Linked DNA regions of Urocitellus parryii: region 2 is linked to region 1. The links are chromatin contacts, called in public Hi-C maps. All regions are on one chromosome and are shown on one strand. Each heading gives the region's core, a stretch centred on a gene start, on an enhancer-like site or on the middle of the called end of the contact. The rest is flanking DNA. Distances are from core to core; before and after follow the strand shown.

Evidence for each region. A called contact is a pair of places that touch in the nucleus more often than the background predicts.
Region 2: a Hi-C map of liver shows a contact between it and region 1, with 6 times the contacts expected there. The contact joins the promoter of Rdh10 here to the promoter of Ube2w in region 1. A contact is called at or near these places in 2 of 2 Hi-C or Micro-C datasets (liver and muscle).

Annotation. Positions count from the first base shown.
Region 1 is chr7:57,807,420-57,813,144 of mUroPar1.hap1, forward strand. It overlaps Ube2w (ubiquitin conjugating enzyme E2 W), which reads left to right and starts at 3,599. Exons shown (of 6, transcript XM_026397310.2): 1 at 3,599-3,656. The coding sequence starts at 3,642.
Region 2 is chr7:58,320,915-58,326,639 of mUroPar1.hap1, forward strand. It overlaps Rdh10 (retinol dehydrogenase 10), which reads right to left and starts at 2,686. Exons shown (of 6, transcript XM_026397308.2): 1 at 1,656-2,686; 2 at 1-86. The coding sequence starts at 1,944. Rpl7 (ribosomal protein L7) reads left to right here and starts at 3,527. Exons shown (of 7, transcript XM_026397309.2): 1 at 3,527-3,625; 2 at 4,429-4,537; 3 at 4,783-4,949; 4 at 5,432-5,569; 5 at 5,694-5,725. The coding sequence starts at 3,579.

The DNA of each region.
Region 1 (5,725 bases), core at 2,349-4,848:
CAAACATCCAATAATCAAGTTATTGGTTGCTGAACTGCCTTCATTTCTCTAGTGAGATCAGCCACGAGAAACAAACTACTCTATAGAGATACAGACTCAAGCAAGGGACTCTGTGTGTGTGTGTGTGTGTGTGTGTGTGTGTGTGTGTGTGTGTGTGTGTTGAGACCCAGGACCTCACACCTCACACATGCTTGGCAAGTGCTCTACTACTGAGCTACATCCCCAGCCCTCCTTGTTTTATTTTTATTTTGAGACCTGGGCTGGCTTCAAACTTGTAATCCTCTTGCCTCAGTCTCCTGAGTAGTTGGGCTATTCCTACAAGGAAATCCTCAGAGAACTGCTCCTAACTTTCCAATCTAGTGAATCACTAGAACAAAAGCATCCACTAATCAAATTACATTATCAATATTGCAGCAATTGCCCCATGGCCCATTGGTTTTTGTTTGTTTACTTTTTGTTTTTTCAGTACTGGGGATTGAACCCGAGAGTGCTTTAGCACTGAGCTACATCCCTAATCCTTTTTATTTTTTATTTTGAGGTAGGGTCTCGCTAAATTGCTGAGGCTGGCTTGAAATTTGTGATCCTTGTGCTTCATCCTCCCAAGTAGCTGGTATCTTAAGCATGTGCTACCACACCCAGCTCCAGTATTTGTTCGTTCGTTTCTTTCTTTCTTTTTGGAAGTGAATGGAGTAGGATTTATTTCCAGTGGTCCTTCTGTGGATCCTTCAGTGTTCTTAGTTTCCCATATTTCCTCCTTTTGACTATCAAGTCCAGTGGCTAATTTTGTCTTCCATGTCTCAGGCCTTTCCTCAGACACATACACAGCTTATATATGTCCTGATTTTACTTCTTACTAGAAATGGAAGTTGGGGCATTTGGTAAAATGAGGAAGAATTGCCTCATCTCAACCTGCTTGTCTTACTGTGGAAATTTCAAAAAATACCATTATCAAAAATAACATAACAATTCATTAGTATCATTTAAGATCCATTCTGTTTCCTTTTCTCCAGTTGTCTCAAAAATATCTTTTTTACAGTTTGAAACAGAATCCAAAAGAACTTAACCTATTGCATTTAATATTTAAGAATCTTTTACCACAAATGATGCTGTTAAGATTATTCTGTAAAGATATGGAAAACTTTAACCTCATTATTGTTGAACTGTTTTCAAAGTGATTTCTATCGATGTGACTCCTATACAGTTTGTGAGAAATTCACTTTCTCTTCCACTTCTGAAATTGTCTGACATTTTAACATTTGCCTATTTGATCACAAGCCCACTCTGTAAAGAAATGTGATGTGAACCTAGTCTTCATGTTGCCCGCTCAAGTGATTTATTTATTTGGGAACCGGGGATTGAACCTGGGGTGTTTTGCCACTAAGCTACATCCCCAGACCTTTTTATTTTTAATTTTGAGACAAGGTTTCACTAAGTTGCTGAGGCTGGTCATGAATTTGTAATCCTCCTGCCTCAGCCTCCCCAGCCTTGGATTAAAGGCATGTGCCACTACAGCTTGCAACTGTTTCAGATATAACAGTTCATGCTTAGTTAACATAATAATATACCTCTACACTATCCAAAAGTTACTATTTTAGTTCCCAAGTATGCTAGGATCTATTATATATTTTTGTTTTGGAGCTGAGGCTCAAGCCCAGGACCTTGAATATGCTAGGAATGTGCTTTACTATTGGACTACATTCCCACCCCTCTATTATATTTTAAGAAAGAGTGAAAAATGTAGGTAATTTTGTGCTGTTTAGTATTTCATTCATGACTGATAATTGACTTTTTCCTCCTATAAAGATCCTTTCAATATATATGAAACCCAAGGGACCAAACATTAGTTTTACTGTGAGCAATGTCAGAATTCCTGCAACCACTTTTCTTTCTTCTTAGCATCTGTCTTGGCAGGCTATTTGCTCTGATGATGCCATAATGCTTTGTTTGTGGGATCATCTGGTGTCACTTACTCCTTTAGGTAGAATCAACTTTTAAGCTAAGTGACTCTTAGGATGGTAAGCTTGATCTTCTGGAACAATTTTCTGAGTTCATAGGGATGAGGATCCTTAAAAGAAAAAAAAATATCTAGAAACTTTTTCCTAATCTTACCTCTTTCATTGGGATATATGGGTTTTACTCACTGTTGTAATGTTGACAACACAACTGGACTAACATTTGGTATGCTTCTGGTTGATTTCTGGTTGCCAAAAGCATTCAAATTTCCTCAAGGACAGTCATTGTGTACAAAAAGGGGGAAATCAGTTCATTTCTGGCAAAGACTGCAGTTCAGAGAGGAAGAGTATACCAATATAACTTCTCCAGTGAGGAAGAACAGTGTGTCTAATATTATACCATGGAATAACTGGCATATTTTAAAGATCTTTTTCCATTTTGAACACATTTCACATTATGGATGTTCCCAGAGAACATAATGATCTATCTTAAGAGTGTGAAGAATGATATCCTACATTGCCTATATTTATATCTTAGAGAAATGTCTAAAAAGAAAGCCAAATGAATAAAATGACAGATATGCAGATATGACAGATTTTAAGCTTTCCTTCTGGTAAAGTAAAAGCTTCTACCCAGTGTGTTAGCCACCTTGATTTTTTTTTTTTTTAAAGAGATAGAACATGAGGTGCAAGATTTTGGTTTCCACCTTCCTTTTATAAACCAATGACATCTTCAGTCCTGGAAGAGCTTTTAAAAATGTGGCTTTTGATAAATGTGGGCAGAACTGGTGCATTCTTAGGATTCTCTATGCTCAGCTTTTCCTACCCAAATTCATCTGTAGTTTGTGGTGGGCCACCAAACTTTCCACCACCAAACTGCCCACCACGAAAAAGGCTGAAGACACCTGGATATGATAAAAGATATGTGTATATTATAACGTGAAGCTGGTATATTTTTTTTAAAAAAACCATGCCTGGAGTAAAATCTCTATTAAATTTCGAATGCCATTAACACCTATTTACGATACACATGAAGTTTCGTTGGCATAAGGGAGCGGAAATCAAAAATCAAAGAAAAACTTTAAAAATCTCTCTTTTCAGACAAGTTTCAGCTCTACAAATCTAAAAGCCCACGCCTTTAAAATACCAGTGTCGTTCTGCTCTCAATTATCATCCCGTTGTACAAGGAAAAGTGGGTCTCTCTTCCCCAAATAAAGAATATGAGGTTTCCAAGTCCGCGTGGAAGAGAAAGAAGCCCCGGAAGTTTTTTCTGGTCCCGAGGGATAAAACTATCAAAGTGGGCTTGGTGTGAAAAACACACCTTACAGTTGGAAGAACAAAATGAAACAGAAATAAACCGCATGGATCCAGACGCATCAGGATCTCGCAGTACAGACAAAAAAACTAACTGTGTTCGGGTCAAAAGTGGAGCGGCGACTCTTAACTCACTAGGGTAGCGGGTGGGCCAGGGGCGGGCTGGGATCCGGGGTACCCACAGCGCCTTTTGCCGCGCCCCTGCCCCTCCCCCGGGCGCCCTTGCACGTCAGCCAATCCCCTTGCGCCATCCCCTTCCCATCAGAGGCCCCGCCCCCCGCGCCCGGGATGTTAGGCCCCCGCGGCGTGACGCGAGCACGGCAGCTCCGCCCCCTGCGTCTCTGGCCTCGCTGGCCTTTGGGGGATGGTTCCATCATGGCGTCAATGCAGGTGAGAAGAGTTTGCTGCATCTGGGCGGGTGAGGGAGCTGCCGAAAGGGTGTGAGCGTTCGGGCGGGGGCGGCGTCTGAGACTTCGGGACCCAAGGGCGGGCTCCGGAGCCGTCCAAATGACTGGTCTTCTCCTAGCTTCAGGGCGTCGTGGAGGGGTGAGAGGCGGCGAGAGGAAGGGCGCGGGGGGGGGGGCGGTGTTTCGGTCGGTCGAAGCGGACACCAGCCGGCAGGGAAGTTGGGGGATAAAGAAGGCTTAGGAGGAAGAAAGGGCGAAGTTTGGTGTTGGCTCCGCGATGGTGGTCTTGGAATCGCCGCCCTGCACTCCTAGAGTGCCGCTGCTGGCCTTTCTGTCAGCTCCAGGGATGCCTTTTCTTCCGCCGTGCCCGGCCCGGCGGAAACAGCTGCGCTCGCCGTTGTCGCCCGGGCAGGGGCGGCCCTCCGAGGGGCTGAGTTGAGTGTGGGGGAGCTTGAAAAGGAGTTCCCAGAGAAGGCGCTTAGCGGCCTCTGCCCAGCCTTCCAAACCTGTCCTCCCAAACTGCTCGGCCCCTTCTTTCTCTTCCCTTTGACTCTTAATCATTTGCCCGGTGGGTACCTTCTTCTGTTAGCCTCGGCACTCGTGAGCAATCCTGCAGCAGCCCTCCCCCCCCTCGCCTTCCGAATAAACTCCTAGGCCACGTACATCATTTGCCACCTGAGGTGCGAGCGCTGGAGGTTGGTCACTAGCCCCCTTAAACCTCTAGAGATAACTCGCCCTCTGATTTTTTTTTTCCCCACAATGCCCCACCCTTGCGGTCGCGGTAAGGGAGTAGCTCTTTGCCCTTCTTCCCCACACCTTTAAATGGAACCTCAATTTGGTGGAAGACGTTTGTTGTCTACCTGACTGGTCTTCTGGCTTTCCAACTTAATTTGTCCCCCGGCGTCCCCCCCCCCCCCCGCGCGCCCCAGTCCAGGGAGTTTGTTTTTTCAGGCAAAGATGGCAACCACAGTTGTAATTTTTCCTGCATTATCTATTCTGCATTTAATTCACAAATAAGACTAGCGGTATTTGAAGCACGTGAGAAGAGAAGGTACAACTCTCCTTAGGAGTGTCAGCTGAATGCCGTTTAGAGTTTTAATACCATCCTCTTAAGAAAGAGAATACATTTTTACTAAAAGGATTTTCTTGCTTTTGTTTTTAGAAGAATAAGCAAGTGTCTGTCCTCTCCATTTTCCCCCTATGCTAAAAGTGTTTTTCTTCATTTTCTTCCTCTTTTATTCAATACATATAATTTTTGCTTCATATTTACTTCTGTGCTTTTATGTTGTCTGTCCTATTTCTACGTATTCTTTGATATTCTCTTTACCTTTGCTTCTCTTTGGCCTTTACTGAAGAACAATAAAATTGCGCAAAACATTACTAGTTGAAGAGATGTCACGAAGTGGTGCAGAGAAAAACAAGAACAATTTCAGGAAACATTATATTTCACACTAACCTCCCCTGAGATGTTAGAGAAGTTTCGTCATTTGAGGCCTAAAAAGGAACTGTGGAACACCAGTTGAACAGTAGTAGATGGCTGTATTACCGCTTTAAGATTTTTATCTATATTGAGATTAAAACATTATTTGTTATGACCTGCTGAACATTATTTGTATTAAGATAAAAACATTATTTAAGACTGAAAATTAAGATCTAAATATATACTTGTGAGATACCTAGGGATGATTGAACCCATAACCTGGCAAATGCACTACTGCTTGAACTTTGTTTGTCTCAAGCTCTTTTTAATGTATTTTGAGGCAGGATCTAAATTAGCCAGGGTGGACTCACCTGGAATTTGTAATCCTCCTGCCTCAACCTCTAGAGTATTGGGATTATAAGCAATTGCCGCTACACCTGCTTTGTGATTATATTTGATATGAGAACAGGGTTACCTGGTTAGATTTATATTTCAAGTATTTGGAAGGCAGATTTGTTTTTAAGAGAGATGCCGATAGTCTTAACTTTTACATGGTGACTTAAGCAGTGAAAAAAATATTCGACATTGCAATAGTGCATTTTCCTGTGCCTTTAAGTACTACCTCAGAACAA
Region 2 (5,725 bases), core at 1,436-3,935, 510 kb after region 1:
GACATTCTCCCTTTTCCCCACATCACAGGTGTAGGTAAAAACCTGCAAGTTACAGTGGGGCAGAATTTCTTCCTCACCATTCCCAGCTGTCCTCAGAAGTCCAGATGAGGGGGAGAAAATGGAACAGAGAAGGAGGTACAGAAAGTGAGTCACATAGCAATCAGAAGGACAAAGATCACACAAAACAAAAGTACTACAGTGAGCTTCAAATTTCTGACACCACAAGGCTTGCCAATGACTGAACTTACAGCTGCTTTCCTCCCCCCAGTCTTTGGAAATTGCAGCAATTTACTGGATAACTTTGCTTAAGGGAAAGTCATGTAATTGTGACAAGCCCAAAACAAGTAGACCACATGGGATCAGCTTGCTGGAGCTAAAGACACCTGCAAAGAACAGATCTCAGCCCAGAGAATAACATGCACACACATTACACATTCCTATTTTGGGGGGTGGGAGGGGAAGCTGGGGGAAATTGACCAGAAATAGCTCTTAATTCAGTATGAGCACCATTAAAATAGAAATTCACTTTAAAGTTCATAAATCAAAGATGTAATCTGAATTCATCCATAGGCAAAAAATGAATTTAAAGTTTCTCATGAAAAAGTAGGGGCCCTGACTTGTTCTTATTGGGGTGGAACATAAATTAATGGGCCACATAAAAACTTGAATGGCTTAAAAACAAAATCTCTTCTCTGGAAACCCTTATCCTTTGGGTTTTGGAAGGGAACACACACAATCTGTATTTGCTACCCCTTCACACTAGCATCATTTCCAAATTTAAATCAAGAAAGCAGGTGCCAAGAAGTCTGTAACAAATGGTGGACAGAGAGAAAGAGTGGCACTCAAATAAATATTCATATAGTTCAATATTTCTCCTGGAAATGAAAACTTCTGTCAAAAAGCAAGAACAATCATCAAATTTTCCTGGACCAATATTTTATGTTTGGTTACAGTTTCCACTTAGGCTTTTTCTTCTTCATTGTCTTCTTCTTAAGTCTCAGATTCAGGTTATACAAAAAATGCAGATTGGGGTGACCAGAAACATGAAAGAAATTTACATGAATTCATGAAGCTGAAATCCTTCAATAACTTTCTCAAGAGGCAGGTCATCTCTCAGTCATGCTGGGGTCTGTAGTAACTAAAGCACTTACTTATCGCAGGCGAAACAATGTAATTATTTTCTTTTGGCTAAAGTTATAGCGAAACCATCAATACTGCCCTCTTCTAAGGGGTTCAGACCGCAGTAACACATATACACTGATACAGTCCAGTCTAGGAACAACTTCTCAAAGACGCTTCTGTTTCCCATCATGCGAATGCAAGCAAGAGACATTTCTTAAGGAATTCATCCTGAGGTAACAAGTTCCTTCTGCCTTCCCTAGGCTCAGAGGGCATAGGAAACACCAGAGTCGTCCCCAAAGGGACGGACCTCCTTAAAGGGCTGGGTTTGGCACACTTTCCTCCTTCCAATAGTGCGGTGATCATTCTCTTTTATTAGGGGGTAAATTCCACTCGTTTTCCAAAAGAATGATAGGGTATTCTTTTTCTCTAGAGCGGGGGCTGACCATGACAGTGGGATTTGGGGACCTTCCAGGGGAGAGTGCACGGAGGGGAGAGGTTTTACCCAACAATGCTCGGGCATGAGTCCGAGTTACCTTGCAGCGCGGCGGCATCAGCTGCCTCCAGGTCGCGGTAGATGTGGCGAACCATGCCCGCCGTCTCCTCGTTGCTCTGCGTGTTGATGTCCCAGAGCACCAGCAGCGCCCGGCGCCGGGCGAACTCAAGCGCGAAGAGACGGCCCAGGCCGCTGCCGGCGCCCGTGATAAGGCACACCTGGCCGGCCACGCTCTTCTCCTTGGGCCGCACCAGCCAGCGCGCCGCGGCCAGCACGAACGCCCAGAGCACTTTGAAAGTGACCACGAAGAACTCCACTACGATGTTCATCGCGACGCCCGGGGGCCCGCGCGAGCCCAGAGCCCCTATCCGCGCCCACCCCGCGCCAGGCACACCAAAGGAGCCCTTGTCAGAGCGGCCGCGACCAGAAGGCTGCACCCCGCGCCTGTCCCCGAGGTGCCCGCCGGACCACAGTGCGCGGCGCCGCTCTCTGCTAGCGCGGTGCTGGGCTCCGCGCAGTGGCCCCGGGCTGTGCCCGCCGCGGCTGCCGCCCGGCTCGGCGCCTCCTGCCGGCGGCCGCCCGCCTGTCCCGGAGAGTCCTGCCGGCCGGTCCCGCTGCAGCGGCGGTGACAGCCGTGAGTTAGGCGACGCGCACTGCCCTCATGGCCAAGCTGCCGCCGCCCGAGCGTCCCCGGAGCCGGCGCAGCGGCTCCTTCTCACCCCGGGGAAGGAATGAGCGGTGGAGACCGCACCGGCTGGCCGGCTGCCGCAGGAGTTGTCAACTTGACCCAAGTTGCGAGAGGGTGGGAGAGTGGGGTGCGGGGCAGCGGAGCGCCGGAAAGAGGGGACTCGGTAGGTTCAGGCGAGCGCTGCCCAACGGCTTGCAGCTGCCCCTGCGGTCTCGTGTCCCCCTGCCCTGCACTCCCCGCGGCTGTCACTCGGGTACCGGGCTCCGCAGCACAGCGCCGCTTGCAAGTTGGAGCGCTCCCGGCCGGCTGTGAGAGGGTTCCACGCTCCGCGCTATATAACCCGCGACGGGGAAGAGCCGGCGGCGGCATCGGCTCGGCCCTCCCTCCGCTCGGCCCTCCCCGCCCCCGGGCGCACCCCGCCCCCGGCCCAGCCCCCAGCCCTCCGCCCGTCGTCCGCCGAGCCGCGCGGGGCAGCCCCACTCACACGGCCGTGGCCGCAGTCTCCAGCTCTCATTGCACCTCCCTTCGCAGCTCACGCCCCCTGCCGTAGGTCGTCCCTGCCTCCGCCTGTCAGGCCGCGCGGTCGGCGGAGCCCCGGCCATCATCCCCTGGCCCTCGCGTCCTCGCTCTTCCCGGTCTTGCCACTTTCGTTAGCCAGGGGACTTCGGACTGCCCCGCCTGCGATCAGGCGCTGAGGAAGACAGCCCTGCAGGCTGGAGGACAACGAGAAGGACCTCGGCAGCGCGGCAAGGCGGGTGCCAGAGTCTGACTACGGGTGGCAGAGAGTTGAGAAGCGGCCAAAAGTGGCTTCGAATCGCTGCTACCTGTTTGGGACATTATCCCAAAGGCTCTCATTTTCCTGGCTGAAATCACCACCCCGGTAGTCACCCACAGCCCTGGTCAGGCGTCTCCCTCCCGTCGAGCGGACCATGGAGTGATGCATGCCGGGGTTTGTAGTTTATTCCCCAGGGGCGTGTTATTTGGTTAATTTACAAGGTGGAAGTCGAGCTAATCCTGTCAACGCAACCTAGGGATTAGGACCCCGAGCAGTCAATGTGTCACCACTCTTTGCACTTGAATTGATTAAAGTCTAACTACTGCATTTGCTTTTCCCACAAAAGTTTCCCCCAAAAGTTGATTGGAAGAAGCTAAATCGGGCATTTCTTAATTTTGCAACTTCAAGGTGGGCTCTCAGCTCTGAGTTCTTTTCCGGCTTATTTTAGGACGCCTATAAATCGTGGGGCTTCTCTCGCCGTCTTTAAGTGGGCAGTGCGCATGCGCCAACTTCCTCTTTTTCCGGCTGGAACCATGGAGGGTGCCGAGTAAGTTACTCCTCGTCCTCTCGAGAATCCTTCTCCATCCCCGAAAATATAGGCCATTTGTCTCAGTTTTTCCCTGTCTGGTTGTACTTCTTACCTTTTCCCACTTATCTGTGTGTTTGTGACGCTCCATGACACCAGTAGGGACCCCGGGCTGGGATGGGATGCGGGCGGCCATAGGGTGAAGGTTTTGGAAGTACCGGGAACGAGGTACCAGCGCAGAATTTATGTGTGCATCCAAGCCGGTTGGGCAGAGGTCCATCCCTCGATGGAACCGAGGTATATCGAGGCCGGTACAAAACCTCTTGAGTTGAATTCATCCTTGCTTAGTACTTGGCCCAGGCGTTTTTGCTTACAGGCCTTTGCTTTCAGTATGCGTGGCTTGGGACTTGAACCAGAGTGGAATTTGGCCTTTTTATTTTTGAGAATCCCAGGTTCTTTAGGCAGAAAGTTAGGTGTCTTTGTAGCAGTCTTAAGGTTTTGATACATCTTGTGTAGATATTTTCTAGGTATATTTTCTTAGGTATAATTGTTGGAGGCCAGGACTGGAGCTGGAATATTCGTTCTGTTAATGTCACATTTGCGGTTGTGGTTTATCTGAAATGTGTGTTAGAGGGCGAAAATTACTGAAGGAAATTTAAAAATTCTGTTAGACTGGAGCATGTTAGGGTAACTTTAAGATACCAGTGATGGTGAAGAGCCACTGATGCCCCATGTGATAACACTTTGCTCAGTACAGCATGGGAGTGATGCAAGGCAGAAAGGTTTCTGAACTATTGATAATATTCTTTGTATGCTAATGACAGAGAGAAGAAAAAGAAGGTTCCTGCTGTGCCAGAAACTCTTAAGAAAAAGCGAAGGAATTATGCAGAGCTGAAGGTAAAGCGCCTGAGGAAGAAGTTTGCCCAAAAAATGGTAAGTTTGGATGCACTCAGCTTTGAGAGGAGTCCATGTGGGATGGAGAATGAAGTGAAAGTTCTTAGCTAGACTTGTTTACTTCACTGTTGTACCAAGGAATTGCTTGAAGCTTCCTAATGTAGTTTTTGGGAATGTTAACTGTACTGTGGCAAGAAAAATTTCAAGGGAAGATTATTTTAAAAATTGCTATTGCAAATTGTTTGGGAGTTAAGAATCATGAATAATTGGTAATTGTTTTTCAGCTTCGAAAGGCAAGGAGGAAGCTAATCTATGAAAAAGCCAAACATTACCACAAGGAATATAGGCAAATGTACAGAACAGAGATTCGGATGGCTAGAATGGCAAGAAAAGCGGGCAACTTCTATGTACCTGCAGAACCCAAATTGGCATTTGTTATCAGGATCAGAGGGTAAGTTCAGTTTTTACTGTATCTGGTTTAAAGGGAATTTTAGAAGCCTCAGTAAAATTTCCTGTTAATTCAGGAAGGACTTATCTAAAACATGGGAATAACAATGCTCAGGTGTGACTAGAAAAAAGCATGGGTGTCATTTTAAGGGGTTAGTTACAAGCCCTGTCCTAAAGCTCCTGTCTACTTTAATTAAATCAGGAGGAGTTCAGGGTCCTGTCAGTTGATTTCAAAAGAAGTTAAAGTGTACAGTCAGTATGGTGCTATAACAAAGATAGGTGATAACACAAGTCAGGACCTTTTACTGGTACTTACCAAAAAATAGTTGGAGAGGAAGCAGGTTGGTGGGAATTATAGGGTAAAGAGGAAAAACATCAGTGATATTTGGTTTTTGTGGGATATGTGTGATCAGTTTTTTTTAGTTTTCTGTCAGTTGCAGTAAAAACTGATAAAAAAATTTTTTTTTTGATCCCTTTTCACTGCAGTATCAATGGTGTGAGCCCAAAGGTTCGGAAGGTGTTACAACTTCTTCGCCTTCGCCAGATCTTCAATGGCACCTTCGTGAAGCTCAACAAGGCTTCAATTAACATGCTGAGGATCGTGGAACCTTACATTGCATGGGGGTAAGTGCCTTTTTTTCTTGGATTTCTGCTTGGCAAATAGACTGGTATAGTGAGGTGAAATTTAGATGTTTTGATAGCAGTAACCTTTTTCTTTGATCATGTACGTCTGCTTTTTGTATTTCAGGTACCCAAACCTGAAATCAGTGAATGAACTAA